Linked DNA regions of Cricetulus griseus: region 2 is linked to region 1. The links are chromatin contacts, called in public Hi-C maps. All regions are on one chromosome and are shown on one strand. Each heading gives the region's core, a stretch centred on a gene start, on an enhancer-like site or on the middle of the called end of the contact. The rest is flanking DNA. Distances are from core to core; before and after follow the strand shown. Region 1 holds the start of LOC118238917 (basic proline-rich protein-like). Region 2 has its middle 100 kb from the start of Map4k3.

What was found. Hi-C and Micro-C count contacts between places; a contact is called where the count stands out from the background.
Region 2: a Hi-C map of fibroblasts shows a contact between it and region 1, with 2.6 times the contacts expected there. The contact joins the enhancer-like site here to the promoter of LOC118238917 in region 1. A contact is called at or near these places in 2 of 8 Hi-C or Micro-C datasets (the CHO-K1 cell line and fibroblasts).

What each region holds. Positions count from the first base shown.
Region 1 is chr5:82,657,656-82,661,433 of CriGri-PICRH-1.0, reverse strand. It overlaps LOC118238917 (basic proline-rich protein-like), which reads right to left and starts at 2,171. Exons shown (of 2, transcript XM_035445722.1): 1 at 1,572-2,171. The coding sequence starts at 2,153. The coding sequence ends at 1,689. Map4k3 (mitogen-activated protein kinase kinase kinase kinase 3) reads left to right here and starts at 2,120. Exons shown (of 34, transcript XM_027417890.2): 1 at 2,120-2,247. The coding sequence starts at 2,152.
Region 2 is chr5:82,758,860-82,762,637 of CriGri-PICRH-1.0, reverse strand. No RefSeq gene overlaps it. Among named protein-coding and RNA genes, the nearest start is that of Map4k3, 100 kb to the right of the region's middle. Within about 2 kb of position 1,702, at least 2 of the 6 cell types and tissues checked have open chromatin away from gene starts, as enhancers often do. A contact at or near this core is called in fibroblasts, where this site is marked.

The DNA of each region.
Region 1 (3,778 bases), core at 922-3,421:
TATTTTTATTCCTTGTGAGCAGTTAATTACAAAAGACCTTTTTATTTATGGCCTAACCCATATGGCAAATCGAGCCCTTACATGCAAATCTGTTTCTCTGCAAAAATGGAGTCGTTAAGTCCTGCCAAAATGGAACAAGCACAACTTTAAAGCCTGCTCCAACACTGCTGAAATTTGTTTTCCCTTTGAAAGAGGTCTATTAGTGATGCAAACACTCGGTTATCTGCACAAATGATAATCCCAGCAAACAAAACAGTGAAACCTTTAGAACTTTCCCGTGCAAGCGATTCAGTTCTGGAAACTTGACTTTTAAAGCATGAAAAGGGCAGAGAAAGAGAGCAGAGCTGGTCCCGATTTGGGATACTTAAATTTGCTTATCTGAGTCCCTAGCCAGTTATCTGCATGGTTGGCCTAAAGGAGACAAACAGTTCTCCACCCACAGCACTCGCAGAAGGCAGGCCTGCTTCTCAGCCTTCAACAGTGTCAGAAAGAAGCTGGGAAGAAACACGCATGGTCGGGAGTGGCTCAAGATAGCATAGCTTTAAGGTTTATTCTGAATTTATCCTGTGATGTGCACCCGCAGAAATGTAAGCAACATTGTTACATTCTGATGCTTTAGGATAACTAAACATCAAACAACTGGAAGCCTGTTTATGTGGTAGAGCGGGGGCCATTTTCCAACATCTTTAAATCAATAGGCACTCAAATAAATAACCCATACACACACTCTGTAGTCAAGGCACTTTTGCAGCGATGCTCCTGCCTCAGCTTCCCAAGTGCTGGGATAGCAGGCATGTGCCACCATACCCGATTTGGAGTAAACAAATTGAAAATTTAGTAAATATGTAATTTTACTGTAAGCAACATAACTTTTTTTTTTTTTTTTAAATATGAAGCCGTTAACTGCCAACTAGACCGTTCATTTATTCCTTAACAAGTTTGAGGAGACCTAGTTTTTGAGAAGCCACTAGGCATTAGGGAACATTAATCCTTAGGAGGTGTGGTGCCTAAGGAGATTAGGAAAACCTTTTTGAAGAAAAAAAAAAAATACAACGTTGTAACGCCTGAGTGGCCGTCAGCGACTTGGTTACAACTTCTGGGAATGCGAAGTAGTTAGTTTATTGAGAACCCAACATGACCCTTCCAATGCCTGCGTCCTTTCTTAGATAACTTTTAGCAGTCAGAGAGGTTGGCTTCAATGTTTGGATGTAGTGCTGGCTTATCTGGATCTTAAACTGGGTGGAGCGCTGGGCAGGTAAGGTAGAAGCTAGGTAGCTTCAGGATGGTCACGTGTTTACATTTCAGGTGTGGGAATAGATCCGGTCCAGGCCCCACCCTCTGCAACCTCTCCCCCCTCCATCCCCCACCCCGGAGGGTAGCCAGACAGCTTGCACAGTCCCCGCCCCGGGCTTTGATAATCCAACCCTCTCCCAGGGCAGAGGTCAATCACGGTTTAGGTTCTGCATTGCTTCCCGCTTACGCCCCCCTTCCCCGGCTCTGGCTCTGTCCTGGTCCTCTCTGCACCCCTGTCAGCAGGTCAACCCCCCAAACCAAAGCGTCACTCCCCTCACCTTTCTGATGGGGACCTCCTCCCTCTAAACCTAGGAGAAAGGATCTGAGCTCTCGGTTGCAGCCCGCGAGTACCCGCTCCTAAAAAGTTAGGGATACCGTCTCGCACATTGCAACTACTACCGGCTCGGGGCGGGGGGCCACCGGGCAAGCAGTGCGTCCAACTTTGTTACAGCGAGTCTGGCGCGTCCTGAGCGTCCCGAGGGGCGCGCATGGCGGGAGCGCGCGGGGCCCGCCGGGAGCGCGCGGCCTCCGGGATGGCGGCTGCGCAGTGGCGCGCGGGCCGGGAACGGGAGGCAGGGCGGGCGGACGGAGCGGCGGGCGAAGCCATGTTGGAGCTGCACCCGGAGCGAGGGGCTGCGGGCGCGCTCCTCTCCTGGTGGGTGTGACCCGGCTCCGCGCGGCGGCGGGGGGCGGGGACGCCGGGCGGCTCGTCGTGGGTCGGCGGCCGCCGCGGCGTGCAGCCGGGCGATTGTGACCGGCGGCGGAGCCGGGCGGCCGCGGGCGCTCCCTCCGTGCGGCCCCCCTGAGCGCCCCCCCTCCCCGGGCCGGGAGGGAGGCGGGGGGCACCCGGGGCCCGCCATGAACCCCGGCTTCGACCTGTCCCGCCGGAACCCTCAGGAGGACTTCGAGCTGATCCAGCGCATCGGCAGCGGCACCTACGGCGACGTCTACAAGGTGAGGGCAGGGGCCGCCGAGCCCGGGCCTGCGCCGCCGGCACGGAACAAAGGGGCAGGCGTGGGACCGCAGCCCTCGGCGGGCTTCCTCACCGGAGCCCTGCCCGGGACGCGTTCTCTGACCCCGGCCTCCCCGGCGCGCAGTCCCAGGAAGGGACTGGAGCCGGGGCGCTCCCGGGAGTGCAGAGCCGGGCTGGGCGCTTGTTGCCTGGCCAGGGTCTGTGTGACGAACCAGGCTGCCTGGGGCTTGGCGTTTGTCAACCCTGCGTGTCGTGCCTCTCCTGGACCTGGGATCCTCGGCCGGTGGCTGGGAGCTGCTGCTCGCCCGGGCCTGCTGGTTCTCGTCTAACGCTACTACCCTGAGCAGCCTCCATCAACAGCCTTAGCCTTTAGCCTCTTAACATCTATCTGTGCCTTAGCCTTTAACCTCTTAACATCTGCCTGTCGGTTCCTTGTAATTTTCCAAGTAGTCACTTTGTTTTGTAGAAAGAGATCTGGTTTTGGAAGCAAGGAAGCAACTTTTTCTTTTTCCTCCCAAAAGAATTGGACAGCGGTGTTTGTTTTTGTCGGTGGCACGCAGGAATCAGATTTTCCTTTTTCTTTTTCGTGAATCAGGTCCGGAGGGTACTGGTTTGACAAGGTTAGAATTCAAAATCCATTAGCAGTACAGCGTTTCTGTTGCAAAGGGACCACTTCGAAATGTGGGAGGATAAATCACTCTTCCCAGGCCAGCTCAACTCCTGGCCTCTCGGAGTCTGCCAAGAAAGGAGGCGGATGGTGCCAAATGTGGCAGCAGTCTTGATTTAGTTGCGTATCTACTTACTGGTAGCTGAAGTTGGATTCTTGTTGTACGGAACACCTGAGGATGCAGAGAGAAACTTAGTTATTAAACTTAAGTTTATTTTGCTCATGCTAAAGCAATGGTTTTTTGTTCTTGCTTCAATGGAATGCATGAGGTAAGTTAGCCAATACAGTGCTGCGGGTCCTTTGTGAGTGATGTGCTTGTCTGCCTCACGTATCACAGCACTTTCCTCTATAGACAAAGGTGTATTGAAAATAACAAAGGTATACATCACTTATCAGGCATATGTTGGTGAACTTGGGTTGTGGCAACTAAAGATGGGAATGGACCCAGATTCATTTGGAGTCTAGTTTTTTTTTTTTTTTTTTGGACAAGAGCAACATTAAACTGCAATAGCAGTTTCAGTCATTTTATGACAGTTGTATTTTGTGCTTCAGAGAGGAAGGTGAGGGTTGCTAGCATGGAACAGGATGACATGATTTGTTGTGCTCCAGTCTCTCACCGAGATCTGGAAGATGACAAGACATTGCTCAGGGCAGTGGTAAGAGGGGAATGATACCACATAGAGGGAGCACCATTCAAAAGTCAGAGAAACCAGTATGAATCTGAGAAAACTGTAGCCTGAGCAGTCATGGAGAGGATGTTTATGGATATACTGGTTCCTATAGACCTTTTAGCTATTGGACTTATGGGAGTGAAATTAGATATGGGTTTTTCTTTCTTTCTTCCT
Region 2 (3,778 bases), core at 453-2,952, 100 kb before region 1:
CCTCTGGCACACACACACACACACACACACACACACACACACACACACACACACACACTCGCTCTGGTACATACCTGACTATGCATGTGAGTTGACACAGACACAAAGACACACATAGACACACATATAAAGGATAAGATAAAGCTGCAGAAAGACAGCAAATGAATACTAAAATAAAATAAAATAAAATAAAAGACAGGAGAAGAGTCTTTATCGCTAAAATCAGGAAAAGACAGCATTTAGGGGTGTGGCTCAGTGACATAGTAATGTTCTTGTAAGACCCTTGGAAAGCTGAGGCTTCCAGAATCTTAGCCCAGGACCTCGGCCACCCCAATCACAGAATGGAGGCGAAAGCTTGATGCAAATTGCATGAGGCTTTATTGTAGTTTAACAAGCTAACCCCATGTTAGCTCGGGTCTTTGACCCACCCACCATGGTGGATGGCTAGCAAAGACCGTTCGAAGCTGCTGCGTACAGATCTTTATAGGGCAGCGTAAGGGGAGTGTCTAGGGGTACACACAGGTTCACGATTGGTGTGCCTCCAGCCTTGGAGGGTTTGCCCTGTGTTGATTGGTCAACTGGTTGTTATGGCCCATAGGCCCTCCTATGCTCTCTGCGTCATTGCTGTGCGCTTGTCTGTAAAGCACACCCAGAGCCATAAAGCATAGCGCCACCAGCTAACTTCTGATTGGTTCCTTGTCACGAGGCAGGCATCTGACTTTCTAGTGACTAACTTCTGATGGGTTCCTTGTCACGAGACAGGCATCTGACTTTCTAGTGACTAACTAACTTCTGATTGGTTCCTTGTCACAAGGCAGGCATCTGACCTCTAAGTGACCAAGGCAAGTTTATGGCAAGCACATGTTCGGCTGTTATGGCTGCCGAATGGGGAGCTGGTCCCTTCACTCTCTATGCAGGAGGCCCTGGATTAGTTCTCCAACACTAACATTTAATAAAGAAAAACAGGAGTGTTTAAAGAGAGATGGTCAGTGGTGGCTCCCACTGCAGGGGATGTGCAGAAAGGTAAGTGACTCTGCCTCAAGGTGTTCTGATGGCTGGTAGTGACCCGAGGAATGAGTGGGAAGTAAACAAATAAGATTAGCAAATGCACACATTCTTTCTAGCAGTTTCTTTGAAGGAAGAAAAGGAATATGCTAGTTTGAGGAGATGGTTGTGTTGGCATAGAATGATCTCCACTCACACCATACCATCCCCTGAGGAGAGCAGTGTGTGCTTGCACAGGAAGAGAGCTCAGCACAGTGATGGGTAAGGGATAAAGGAACAGAGGTCAGGGCACTTCCTTCTGACCAGACAAGAGGCAGACAGAACTGCTTTGGTAATCACACACATTGAGAATTCCATGGAACAGTTGGATTAAAGCCTCCATGTAGACCTCCGGGCTTAGAGTTCCAAACAAAATGTCTGTGAAAAGTTGTTAAGACACTGTGGAAGAAATCCTAAATTGGGTTTCTCTGAAATAGGATCCTGGCCCCAAACTGAAATTGCAGCAGTCCTTGTGGGTGCAAGCATTCCTGGTTGTCTTCTGAGTTGAAATCCAGACCATTTTCTGTGTTTCTTCAGGCCAAATGATTTCCCTGCCCTGAGGTGCTTTGTAAATGAGGAGCCTTAAATGGCAGCCCAGACCATGACTCATCTCAAGCAGCATGGGAGAATGTGGAGGCCACAGGGATCCAAGTTTGCATATCTATGAGTGTAGACTACCTCATGGCAGGAAATCATCCTCTGAGGAGCAGTGTCCTCGGACACCCTCCCACTCCCTCCAAGCTTTTGTGAAGTCACAGCAGGGAAGGAAATCGACTTCACTCTGAGCATCTGCTGGTACCCGGCTCTGCTCTGTGTAGGTGGTTTCTGTAGACATTATATTGCTCAGTCTTGGTAATGTTCCATAGCTGCAGGACCAGAGCCTCTGCCCTGGGTAGGAGAATTGAATCTTGCTGTGTTGCTGAGAGCTCCAGATGCTCCAATGTAAAGTCCAGGCAAACCAGGCTTATCTAGCCCATACTATGGTGAGTGTTGGAGTGTACATCTCCTCACATGTGTTACCAACCCAATGGCAGGTGAGAGTTCGTATTATAATCTGCTCAATTCCCCCTTTTTCCTAAATTGTACTTCATACAAGGATTAGTGGTCATTGCCTAATTATATCAAAATATGCAAATGACCTCTGCTAATTTAAAAGGAATGGTGAGAGGATATACTGAGACTTTCCCCCAATCTCCTGTGCTGTTCTCCTTCAAACAAACATCACCAATTCCCAATCTTCATCCTAGGATGAGAATGTCCCACATGGCTTAGATATTTGACTACTTGGTACCCAGTTTGATGACATGTTTGGGAAGGTTTAGCAGGGTGCAGGCTTGATGGAGGAAATATATCACTGGAGAAGGGTTTTAAAGGTAAAAACCTTACCTTCCAGTTCACCAAGAACAAGGACCACACACTTTTTAAGCTCATACTATAGTGTGAAGGGCTGGATCTGGCTGGAAAGACAGCTCAATAGTTAAGAGCCCTTAGTGTTCTTCCAGAAGACCAGACTTAGATTCCTCGTACCCAGATAGGATGGCTCACAACTACCTGTAACTCTAGGTCCAAGGCATCTGGTACGAAATTCTTCTGGCTCCCTGAGCCCCTGAATAGACAGGCACATCCTCACACATAGACATATACACCCAGACACTATTTTTATTTAATCTTTAAGAAATATTGAATTATGGTGAGAACTAACAATAGCTCTTCTGCCTGGGGAGAATGCAGGCTTTTCTGGGGTGAGTGAAATTACCTGTGAAGTGTGTTTAATCAACGAGGTGAGTGGGCATCATACATTTGCACTATTTGTAAAAGTGATGCAGTTTAGTCAGCTTCCAACACATACCTGACATTCAAAGCCTATTTCTCAAGCAGAGGCCTGGAAAGCATTTCCCCCTCTAACAGACACACAGCATTGCCTGATTCCCTGGAATAATTCTTAGTGAAGAAGTCATGGGGAGACAAGAGTTGATAGAAACTTATCCTATGTTTAATCCAGAGGTGAGCAAATGCCCATGCCCGATATGCCTAAGGCATTAGAGTCAGCACTGAGATGCCGGAGTGAACAAGACAGAGTGGTTCACAGCACTGACAGTAATGACAGCACTAACTTTGTGAGTGGTACCAGGACAGACTCTGCCCAGTTATTACTGTAGAGCCTCAGAAGTCAGAGATGGGATCTTCCTTTGGATGCTCACACTTCACACAAGAGTTAAAGTGTGCCTTAACCAAAAAGACACATTTAAGTTTCATCCATACCCAGGTATCATTTCTGCACAATTCTGCCAGTAAGTTGACTAATATTCCTAGAAAAAAATGTATTTTTACCAGAAATTATATTGGACGAGGTTAGAAGCTGTAGAATCCACTGGATCACTATGCACTGCTTTTTAATTGACTTTGAGATGTTTTAATTGGCTTTTGCTGTTTGTAATTTCTTTGCAGAATAATTGTTAAACTTTTCTGGCTCTCAGATGGTTAATCGAAAGATAAAATGAAGAAATGACTCAACTCATTATGAAAAAAAAAATAAATTCTAGCCTGGAGTCTACTGATTTTGTACATCCTCTAGCTATGGCTTCACTTTCTAAACCATATGTGGTAGAATTTGGGTAAGATCATTTAGTTGGTAGTAGCGTAGCAATGTTACTTTTCTTGGTTTTGAAAATTATCCTATAGTTATATACATACCAAAATTAAAGAGACTTGAAGAAAGCATGTAAGGGATGTG